Regions from separate parts of the Anas platyrhynchos genome. Here region 1 is linked to region 2. Evidence: chromatin contacts called from public Hi-C data. All regions are on one chromosome and are shown on one strand. The core of a region is the stretch at or near the end of the contact, and the rest is flanking DNA. Distances in the headings are between cores, read along the strand shown. Region 1 overlaps NFATC3 (nuclear factor of activated T cells 3). Region 2 has its middle 59 kb from the start of ESRP2.

The links. A called contact is a pair of places that touch in the nucleus more often than the background predicts.
Region 1: a contact with region 2 is called in a Hi-C map of skeletal muscle, with 2.0 times the contacts expected there. The contact joins two enhancer-like sites. A contact is called at or near these places in 2 of 8 Hi-C or Micro-C datasets (liver and skeletal muscle).

The regions. Positions count from the first base shown.
Region 1 is chr12:14,220,915-14,225,876 of IASCAAS_PekinDuck_T2T, reverse strand. All of the region lies in intron 3 of NFATC3 (nuclear factor of activated T cells 3), which reads left to right. It overlaps LOC140003520 (a long non-coding RNA gene), which reads right to left. Exons shown (of 4, transcript XR_011812326.1): 4 at 1,319-3,335. Among named protein-coding and RNA genes, the nearest start is that of NFATC3, 28 kb to the left of the region's middle. Within about 2 kb of position 1,941, at least 1 of the 8 cell types and tissues checked has an H3K27ac peak or open chromatin away from gene starts, as enhancers often do.
Region 2 is chr12:14,177,492-14,182,843 of IASCAAS_PekinDuck_T2T, reverse strand. No RefSeq gene overlaps it. Among named protein-coding and RNA genes, the nearest start is that of ESRP2, 59 kb to the right of the region's middle. Within about 2 kb of position 3,868, at least 2 of the 8 cell types and tissues checked have an H3K27ac peak or open chromatin away from gene starts, as enhancers often do.

The sequences.
Region 1 (4,962 bases), core at 692-3,191, 45 kb before region 2:
TAATCAGTCCCTATTGTTTCTTCTACTCATACTATAGTTTGTTAGCTCAAACTATATTATCACTCTTTCTCCTTATACTTTTTTATTCCTCACTGGAAAGCAAATTCTGTCATGCTTTGTAATTACATCAGTTTTGGAAGAGCTCTGAAGTTACACATGCATAAGTAAAGATGTACCAGCAGAATTTAAATGTATTGGACTGTCTGTTCCTTTCTCCTTGTCTAAGCAATCTTTCTAAGCTCTTCAACTAAAAAATTTCTTCTCCTAACCTGACACCTAGTCGCATTCTTCAGGCTATTTATCCAACTCTGTTTCTGCTCTGATACCTTACCTTGATTTTTTTCATTCCTCCTGTTTTCTTCTTAGGACTCTTTTTTTGTCTGTATCTTTCCTTTCCCTCCCTCGAAAAAAAGGCTGGATCTCTTCATCACATCTCTTCTTCCTTGAATAGTTTTCATCATCCTTCCATTTTCATTCTTAATCTAAGCTCTTCTTCCAGCTCTCATGTTCCCTACAGAGTTTCTCAGTGTTCTCCTGGTGACAACGCCACGGTGCAACCAGCTCAAACCTTCTGTTGTCAGACCTGCTAGATTTCTTAGCACAGTAGAGGCAATGATTGAATACACAGCAGGGAAGTAAGTCTGTGCTGCATACTAGAGAAAAGTGAGGATGCCTGAGCTAGGCTGGAATCTGAAAGTAGTTGCCAGGGCAAATTTCTTCATGTGGAGCATTGTGTTTAGTTGCTGGAGAACAAGTAGATACAATTTTCACATGCCAAGGTGCTGGCACTGGAATTTAACACATCATTAATGAGGATAGAATCTTGGGAGATTTTAGCTGCCAAAATAAGTCTCTGCTGAGCATTTGGGAACTATTTTTTTTTTCCACCTGGGTTTTTACATCTTGCACTAATATTTGTTTTAAAGGAACTTATTTTGCTGATGGTTATAAAACTTGACAAATATATCTAGGCTTCCTTTTGCTTGCAAAACCAGATGCTTTTAAATTGTAGTGGTAGATGTAAATTAGAAAGAAAAAACACAGATCTGTATTCTATGTGACTTATTATTTTCAAAGATCTTTATTCTAATTAGAATTGTGAAATACCTTGCTATTACAAGAATGCTGTTTTAAAAATGGGCGTAGTATTTGTTTGTTTCACAGTGTCGTGCTTAAACACATGCATGGTGCTACGTCTCTCAATTAAAATGACTACGAATGCAAATCAATATTCTATTTTGCAATTTCGTCTCTTCCAGCTGGATTAGAAATTAATTATTGTGCTTGTTGGGAGAGGAAGTTGTTATGAAACAAAACAAGGATTTGAATTAACTTTTTATTTGCTGCTGGTAAAAACAGTATGCTGAGGACCAAGTTTGGTGGAAAGTAAACATTAAATAGCTGTGAGTAGACATAAATTACTCAATTTAAATATAAAGATGCAAGCTTTTCCAGCACTTCCAGAAGGTTATTACACAAATGCACTTCACAATACGCATTGCTATTTGTATCTGACTTAACTTCTTTCTGTTTGGTGCTCTTGGCTTTACAACATTCAGTTCTGTCCATGTGGGTGATCATTGCAAAAAAAAAAAAAAAAAAAAAAGTACTCGGTGTTTCCTTGTGCCTGTAAGTTAACCAGTGTCAGAGACAAGAAAGGATGTGCGTGCCTCAAGGCCTATGTGCTTTTCCTTGCTACAGAGTTTTTGTTGCTTTTGCACAGTATTTTATAGGGAGAACATTTAATTTCCAAACTGTGGAACCTCTGTAGTTCTGCACGTGCAGTTGATGTGTTATTTAAAATAAAGATAGTACATGGCTTCAAGCCATTAATCTATTAGCGTATGTCATTAATCTATTACTAATACTGTACTGTACCTGTTGCTAGGAGACTAAGCTTCTGACAAATTTGGCATCATCTGCTGTGAGTACATTTAATCAGCTTATTTCCAAATGTGAGGAAATGAAATGAGTTGAGCATCATGTTTTGTTTTGTAAGTCCATTGACTTCAAGGAAGCGAATTGTGTGCTGAAATTCTACTGTTTTCGTTTTTTCAATGGCAAAACATTCAAAATAGCAGATAACTGTCATTTTAATCTGTGCTTGCTTAGGAGTGTGTTCCAGCTAATCCGTGTCATCTGGCACTACTTATTTTACCTGTTAAGAAAAATTGCAAGATAAGGCTGACATTTGTCACAGGGAAGGAATAAATAACTTGGCAGCATGGTAAGCAATGGGAAGGGTAACGTTTTGAAATTCTCTCATCCAAACTGTGGGGAAATCTTGTGTTGCGTAGTCAGGAGACAGAGAAGGCCTCTGAGAACTGTCTACCTAATTCAGTAGGTTAAAGTACTTATTCTACCCATCTAAGAAGCCTTTTAAATAAATAGCTGTTACGTTTCATCTAACTCTTAAATGAAAGTTTGTAATTCCTTGAATTTCTCACCCTTGTGCCAGGTCAAATTGTACATAATTAAATAACGTTTGCATTTACAATTTGCTGGAGTGAGATTTAACTGTTTTCTAAAAGGGTTAAGGTTTTTCATGAGACTTCACTCGGATAATGGTTTTTAAGCATTTTAGAGCAGGCAGGAACACAATAAGGATCTCTCATGGATAGTTTCTTGCTTTTGTATTTTAGCTTCCTGATCTAAAATGACTTGTTTCATTTAAAAAATAATTGTATGTTGTGTTCCTGCAATTCACATCAGCTTCTGCAATTTGCTGAGTTCTCTTAAGTATTTTAAATTCGATGCTATCTTCTAGTAGGAAATTCCACAAGCTGTTGTGCACAACAAATATATTAACCTTATGTCCTGTTGCTGTTGAGGAAGGTGATCTCCACGATAGTCTTCTTGATAACCTTGCAGTGAGATTTACTGAGGGGCAGTGGAGCTAAGAGCTCCTTGTTCTGCACGCAAGGAGGATATCTGTCCTGTGGTGAGTTACCACAGAAAATTGGGGCAAGGGTACCTATTAGGAGTTTGCCTGTACCATAAGTCTTCTTGCCATACTTCAATGGGCTCAAGGGTAGGAGCTGTTCATCTCTGCCATAAGCCAAATTTGCACAGTACTTGATTCTGCTGCAACGGGAGAATCATGCAATCATCATGCAACCTATGGACTGGTCAGCAGTCCTATGGTTGAGGAAGGATATAGAGAATGGTATACAGACTGTTTTTTCTGTGTCTTATGACCCTTCCCTTCTTCCCACCTTCCATTTTTTCAGTTCTTATGTGTGCTTTTTTTTTTCTTTGTCTCAAGTCCTTCCCTTTATTCATACATCACCAGAAGGCAGATTCTAATCCTAGTTCTAATTGTTGGTGACAACAACCTGCAAATAAATGCAGAAGGTAAGTCTCAGCCTGTGTGAGCCATGTAATCAGCTCTTAGAACCCCCCCCAAAATAGATAGTAAAACCCATCCACATGCATCTAATAGATGTTTGAACACTTAATCAATACAATTATTATTTACATATTAACATGGAAAAAATGAAAATGGCATACTGGATCAGTAATGACATGGTTGTCTGCTTCTTGTGTTGTTGTGGTTACTAAGATGAGGAAGGGTACTATTGAATTATTTTTCCAAGTAGAATTAGTTTTTTTGTTTTGTTTTTTTTCAAGTTACATGGGTTTTCCTGGAAATGCTCATCTGAAAAGCTGTCCATAGCGTAATTTGGCACTGGGAATTGGAGGTTCAGAAATAGCACGATTTCTTGTTAGTGTAGCGCTAACTGAAGATGGGTTGTGTATGGTGATGGCTAGTTAGATGTGGCCAGTAATTCTGCACAGCGTGAAGTTGTAATGTTAGTCTAACACTATTTTAGTTGTGATTTGGTCTTCTGTTGGTAGCATAGAATGGGACAGGACTCTGAGCTGAAACACTCCTCAAAATATGCCTGAAATTAGCATCTAAATAGTCAGGCTTGACTGCAAGCAGTGAGCATGGAAATTTGAGATTTCAGAAACAGAAAAATCCAGGTTCTTAAACCTTGAAGGATGTTCCGTACGTTGAATGGCCAGATGGTATCATGGCCAGTAATGCACTGCTATTTTTGGCTTTGGTTCTCTTCAGGACCTATTTGTCTTTGTGATGACCTTTAAAATGCTGTTAAACCTGGACTTGTGCCACTATGTCTAGTAGTTTGTTAACACTTGTTGCTTTCGTACCTCATTATTTTTATTTTTCAGAATTGCAGAGATCTATACTATTTTAAGGTTTTAAGTCAGTCTACTCAATGAGCTATTAGCAAAAGAGGAAGGAGGATGCTTCTCTGGTGTGCATGCTTTTCTTTCCTACATCAGATAATCAAATGACTGAAAATAGTACCGTGCTTCAGGAAGGGGAAGTAGGTTGTTACAACATATTTAATTTTAAAATTCTACATTTAACTTTCTGTAACATTAAATCCTTTGTGAAATGGGAATGATTTTTTTTTTTTTAATTAAAAACACTTCCATCTACTGCTAAGCTTTTAAGTCAGTGGTTGGGGTATTGTCTAAGAGATCTGAATGGAGTTCTCTTCCATGAGTTTCGCCACTTTCCTGTGAACAGTCCACAGAAGATCATAGGTCAGCACTCATTGCACCTCTGCAAAGCCACGAGGGGATGGCTGTGGTCAGTCTGACTTTCAATAACTTCCCTGAACTTGTTTTTATATCTATAGCTTGGTTCAAGCTTTTCAAAATGCCACTGACAATAAATTTAAGGCAAATTGCACCACTAGTGTTAGTCATTCTGTAGCTTTTGTTTCAATTTCTTGATAATCTTCATGCCTTTAGATCTTTTTTTATCACTTGCTTTTATTTCTAGCTGTTACTAGGTGTGCTGCTCAGTTTGGAAGAGTCACCCTTCAGCTTTTAAAATGTCAGTCTTCATAGTTCTGTTGGAAAGTAGCTGCAAACCAATCAAAAGTGAAATTCTTGTGGAGAAATGTCTGAAGAAAAAAAATTTGG
Region 2 (5,352 bases), core at 2,619-5,118:
TGGGCGATGAGACGCTGGAGAGCAGCCTAGAAGAGAGGGATCTGGGGGTCGTGGTAGACAGCAAGTTGAATATGAGCCAGCAGTGTGCCCTGGCAGCCAGGAGGGCCAACCGTGTCCTGGGGTGCATCAAGCACGGCATCGCTAGTAGGTCGAGGGAGGTGATTGTCCCGCTCTACTCTGCGCTGGTGCGGCCTCACCTCGAGTACTGTGTGCAGTTCTGGGCACCACAGTATAAAAAGGACGTGAAACTGTTGGAGAGTGTCCAGAGGAGGGCTACAAAGATGGTGAAAGGCCTGGAGGGGAAGACGTACGAGGAACGGCTGAGGGCACTGGGCCTGTTCAGCCTGGAGAAGAGGAGGCTGAGGGGAGACCTCATCGCAGTCTACAACTTCCTTGTAAGGGGGTGTCGAGAGGCAGGAGACCTTTTCTCCATTAACACCAGTGACAGGACCCGCGGGAACGGGGTTAAGCTGAGGCAGGGCAAGTTTAGGCTTGACATCAGGAGGGGGTTCTTCACAGAGAGGGTGGTTGCACACTGGAACAGGCTCCCCAGGGAAGTGGTCACTGCACCGAGCCTGACTGAATTTAAGAAGAGATTGGACTGTGCACTTAGTCACGTGGTCTGAACTTTTGGGTAGACCTGTGCGGTGTCAAGAGTTGGACTTGATGATCCTTAAGGGTCCCTTCCAACTCAGGATATTCTATGATTCTATGATTAATTATTATAAAAAGATGGATGTAGAAAAGTCAAGCTTTACACAGTCACCGTACAGCTAGGGCAGAGTTCTCTCTGATGTTTCCACAGATTTAGGGGTGAGGGAAAGTTGTTGTTCTGTGTATTTCGTATTTATTTTTTAAAATTTGTTTACAATCTTGAAATACAATTTGGAAACTCAAAACAACAGTGCTTATCTCTTCCCTACTGCCATTGTTATGTCATCTGCTGGTAACAGCTGGAAAAGCGTTTGTGGTCTCTGCTTACTCCCATTGCAAAGACTTCCCCTACAAAGAAGGGCTCTGATACTTCACTTGATATTTTCATTCATTAAAAAAAAAAAAAAAAAAAAAAAAAAGACGTTGGTGCAATTGATGCATACTCATCCAGAATTTTTTCTCTCAGAAAGAAATGCATATGTTGTTACAAGAAAACTTAAATAGCTCACACCAGAAGCAGAAGTCCCTTCCAGCTGTCTGTGCCTGTTAGGAAGCCATGCTAAATGCTATGCATGTGCATATCCTGTCTTTTCAGCTCTCACTGAAGCATCTCCTGAAGATGCAATGCAACTGAAGCAAGAACACACACAGAAACAAAACAACCAGACCAAGCAAAATCCCATTGAAGTAGACCTTTTTTTTTTTTTTTGGCTGACTTAGGTTTATTTAGTCCTGACCCTTTAATACATTGCAGAAAGCATTAAACCTTCCATAAACAAACACTTTGAACATCTCTCGGAAACCCAACTGCATATATATGGCAATCATAAAACACAAATATTGAATGACCAAACTCTGGGTGGACAAATAAGCAAAGAGCATAAAAAAAAAAATCTTAGAGTTGCCATTTGTTTTTCCACAAGGCCGTGTTTTGGTGCAAGACCATCAATTACCCAGTCCAATCTTTTAAAAAGTTGTTTCAGTAGCAGCTGGAAAAACACATATAGGTCTTTCTCAGATCTGTTATTTGAAGCCCAAGGCTTCAGCCTTTGCAGATTTATTTCAAAAGCCATTCTTGCCATTGTCTTACAGAAAGATTCGTTGTGACAGAGCAGATCAAAAAGGCAAGTATATTGGTGATAACCATTTCTGCATGCAGCAGCTGCATTATCCAGGTAAAAGGGAATCAATGACAAGATACAAAGTACATCTTTTTGATTTCTTCCAGACCCAACAGCATGAAGCATGCCTGAAGATTGGACAAACTGATCTGATTCTCTAGGTAATAGGGTGGGGGGCATGGGCTAAAGGGCCTCAAAAAGGTACAGGCAAGACAGTCTGAAAAATCAAGAGCGATTCTGGTCAGAGTGGTCCTTGCCCCTTGCATGAAGATGTTCAATGCCAATAGATAACTTTCTGGCTGTACTTCATAATAGAAGTAATTGACAATGTGTATTTGTACCCTAGATGCCATTTGCTGTGGGATGGTGGGTGTCTGTCCCCCCCCCACCCCCAATGATCAGACTGGAGTTTTGTTCCATTATCAATGCAGTTCCATCCTCCCACCCATTCAAACTCCTTCCTAACCTAACAGAAGAAAAAAGCTACTGCCAGCTTGTGCTTTTTGATCAACGTGTCAACATTTTCAAAGAAAAGTGATAGACTACAGTCTTCTGCATCTAAAGGGGACTCGGACATTCAAGAAAATATTGTTTGGGCACACAGCACTGGACAATCAGTGGTATCACCTGAAATAAGCAGGAGGGAATGGGAGCGATATACTTTTAGAAGTTCTTGCGTCAGTGGAATGAGAAGTGAGCAAGTGGTGACTTGGAAAGTTCCTCCACATTCTGACTCTTGTGCAAGCAGCAAGAGTGAAGCTACCATGGCACTGGCATCAACATCACCATCTGCTTTGAGGGTTTAATCTGGTATTGAGCATTCTTCAGGACAAGACATGAAGGGTGAAGGTACCCTTCCTAAATTTAATATAGCTTCATACAAAACACGATTGATTCTGTCTACCAAGCTGGCAGCCACACTGCAAGAAACATACAACATTACAGCTGTTATTCCAGTTTTCTTACATGTATCAAAAGTTTTTCCTCGCTGCAATAAAGGGATCTGTTTGTAAATATTTCATGAGCTCCTCGGTGGTTTTGTCAGCCAAGTTTCTCTCACAATGTGTTGGAAAAAGACAAGACAAACTTCTAGAAGTATGTCACTTTTCAAGTAGGAAATTCTGTGAGTATGATGTAAGAAGAGATTTTTCCAGTCTTTTGACATTTGAACAAGTGCCTTCAAAGCTGCTGCACAGACTGCTCCAGAGCCCTAGTTTTCTATGATTTCATGAATTACGTTTTCATATTAAGGTCTGACATTTTAAAAATCATAATTAAGGTGCAACTATTTACAAATCTGAAACAATTTCAGCTCATGTCATTTTTGCAGATTGGCATTCATTCAACATGTACTCAGCGTACTTTATGTGAGCATCTGAGTGCTCAGGTTGCTTACCCTGTGGCATTCACAGGGCTGTGGTCACAGTAGCTGGATGAGGAGTGCAAGTCATCAACCCAATAGGACAAATAAGGCAATTCTGAAACTGAATTAAGTGCTACTATGGGATTATTTTTTCTAAGGATATGAGGGGAAAAAGAAGTTATGCCAAGAAAGTCATCATTGTCATCTGACCTCACCAGTGACAGGAGTTATAATGGAAAAGTTGCACAAACAATGAAGGAAACAAGCAATCCAACACTGGCCAAGTACTGGGCTGAATGACATCGTGGTTTGCAGGCAGAGGAAGAGACATACATTTTGTGGCTGTCAGCAGAGTTTCACTGAGTCTAAAATGCTGATTGACTGAGACGAAACCCTGTGGAACTAATCCAGCTGCTGAAATGACACTGGGGATCAATGAGGTTTCCTTTGCTAGAAAGGAGAACACATACACCACCCCCAGCCCCAAAAAAGAAAAAAAAAAAAAAAGAGAGGGAGGGGTGGGAGTTTGTTTACTGAATGGGTCTGTTTCCAATTGCAGACTTCTACTGCTACAGAAGGTTAATCTCAACCCCTGCTTTATAGCAGAGGACAGAAAAACCTCTCACAAAGGTCTCAGAAATTCTTTTTAGATAGCACGTACGCTGTATGAAAGAGCCCCTAGATAAGGAAGAGTTAAACATACCACTGGCCAAGCAGGGCAAGTTCTAATGTTTGTTGTTCTTTTTCTGTGCCATTTTTGCCCTTCCTCCTGGATCCCAGTGCAGGGACCATGCCTTCCTTGCTACATGTCACTTGCACATGCATTACGCTATGCTCAAGATTTTTTCCAGCAATCTGTGAACCCTTAGCAGTTCCAACAACATTCAGGCTGGATGGATAAAATGGAATCCTATGAATTGTAACAAAAAATCCATTTGGTTGTAAGGACCCAGTCTAAATACAGTACAATAGTGGGTGACATTAAATATTTAAACAGTGACTAAGTCTTTCATAAACAAAGTAGTGAAAATGAAAAAGGCCATTACACTTCTATCTTTCCACTCTGTAAGGTAGTTTTTAAGCAGCATTGTGTTTCTTGTGGGGTAAGAAAAAAGTTTATGAACAATTAGCCAACTACTTCTTTTCTTACAAGGAATTTTCAGCAGCCCTTTTGCCTGGCAAATGAGGTGTGAGTCCTCATGAAGCACATGCCCAAGTTATACTTCATGAGCTTTCTGAAGACACAGACATTGGGCACAAAGCAAAAAATTTACAGCACACACTAATTTTAGCTTCCTGTTTGCACCCAAGAGGTATATCTAGGATCACATGCAATGTGAATGATTTCCCTCCTGTGTATTTTGAGTCACTTTATTTGCAATATGACCCCCCACAAGATGACCATAAGCAAGAAGCAATAGAAGATGAAATCACGTGTAGAGAGGTCACCAGGGGAAACAGCCTTGGCCTGCCTGCACTGAATCAAGCAGAACTGATCAGGAGCTTCGCAACTTCTTTAGTGCCTTCTGCCGGTAAAGCCATTGCTGCTGCTACTTCTGATAAACCTTAACTAAGGACCAGACTGCCTTGCACCTTTTCCTGAAAAACCCCACAGTGGTAGGAAATAACCTCTCCCAGAAGATGAACTGACAGATCTCCAGCTGAAAGCAAGCAAAGTCTGAATTTCTGGTGCCACTGCTAACACAGCAGTCACTCACATACACTTAGTTACAGGGCTGAGCAGGACAGAAAAAACAGTTTAGTGGAGATTTGCTTTTAAAAAGAGAAACATTAGGAAGCTACAAATAGGAAAAGGTTGGCAATGTGCTACCGCTGAGTGGTAGCGAGTGTCTGGTCTCTCAAGAGGCAGTAATAAGCTGTATGACTGCAGCATGCTGTTTTCTCTGCAGACAGACACAGAATACTGCCTCAGTGAAAGTGCTCTGCAGCAAGCAGCATTATCCATCAAAGAGAGGAGAGAATTAGATAAAAAAACTAGCAGTCTAGTAAAAGAACTGATGCTGAAGATACGGCAACATTTTACATACACGTAAAAGGGAAAGAGGCTTTATTTTAACTAACAGGATGGCCAAACTCTCTCCTACTCAGGAAGAGGGTGTGGAAGCAGGGGGACAGCAAGAGAGATTAAACTGATATAAACTCTCTAGAAGACTTGAGAGAGAATATTGGCTGTAAAAGATAAGGATACCCCAC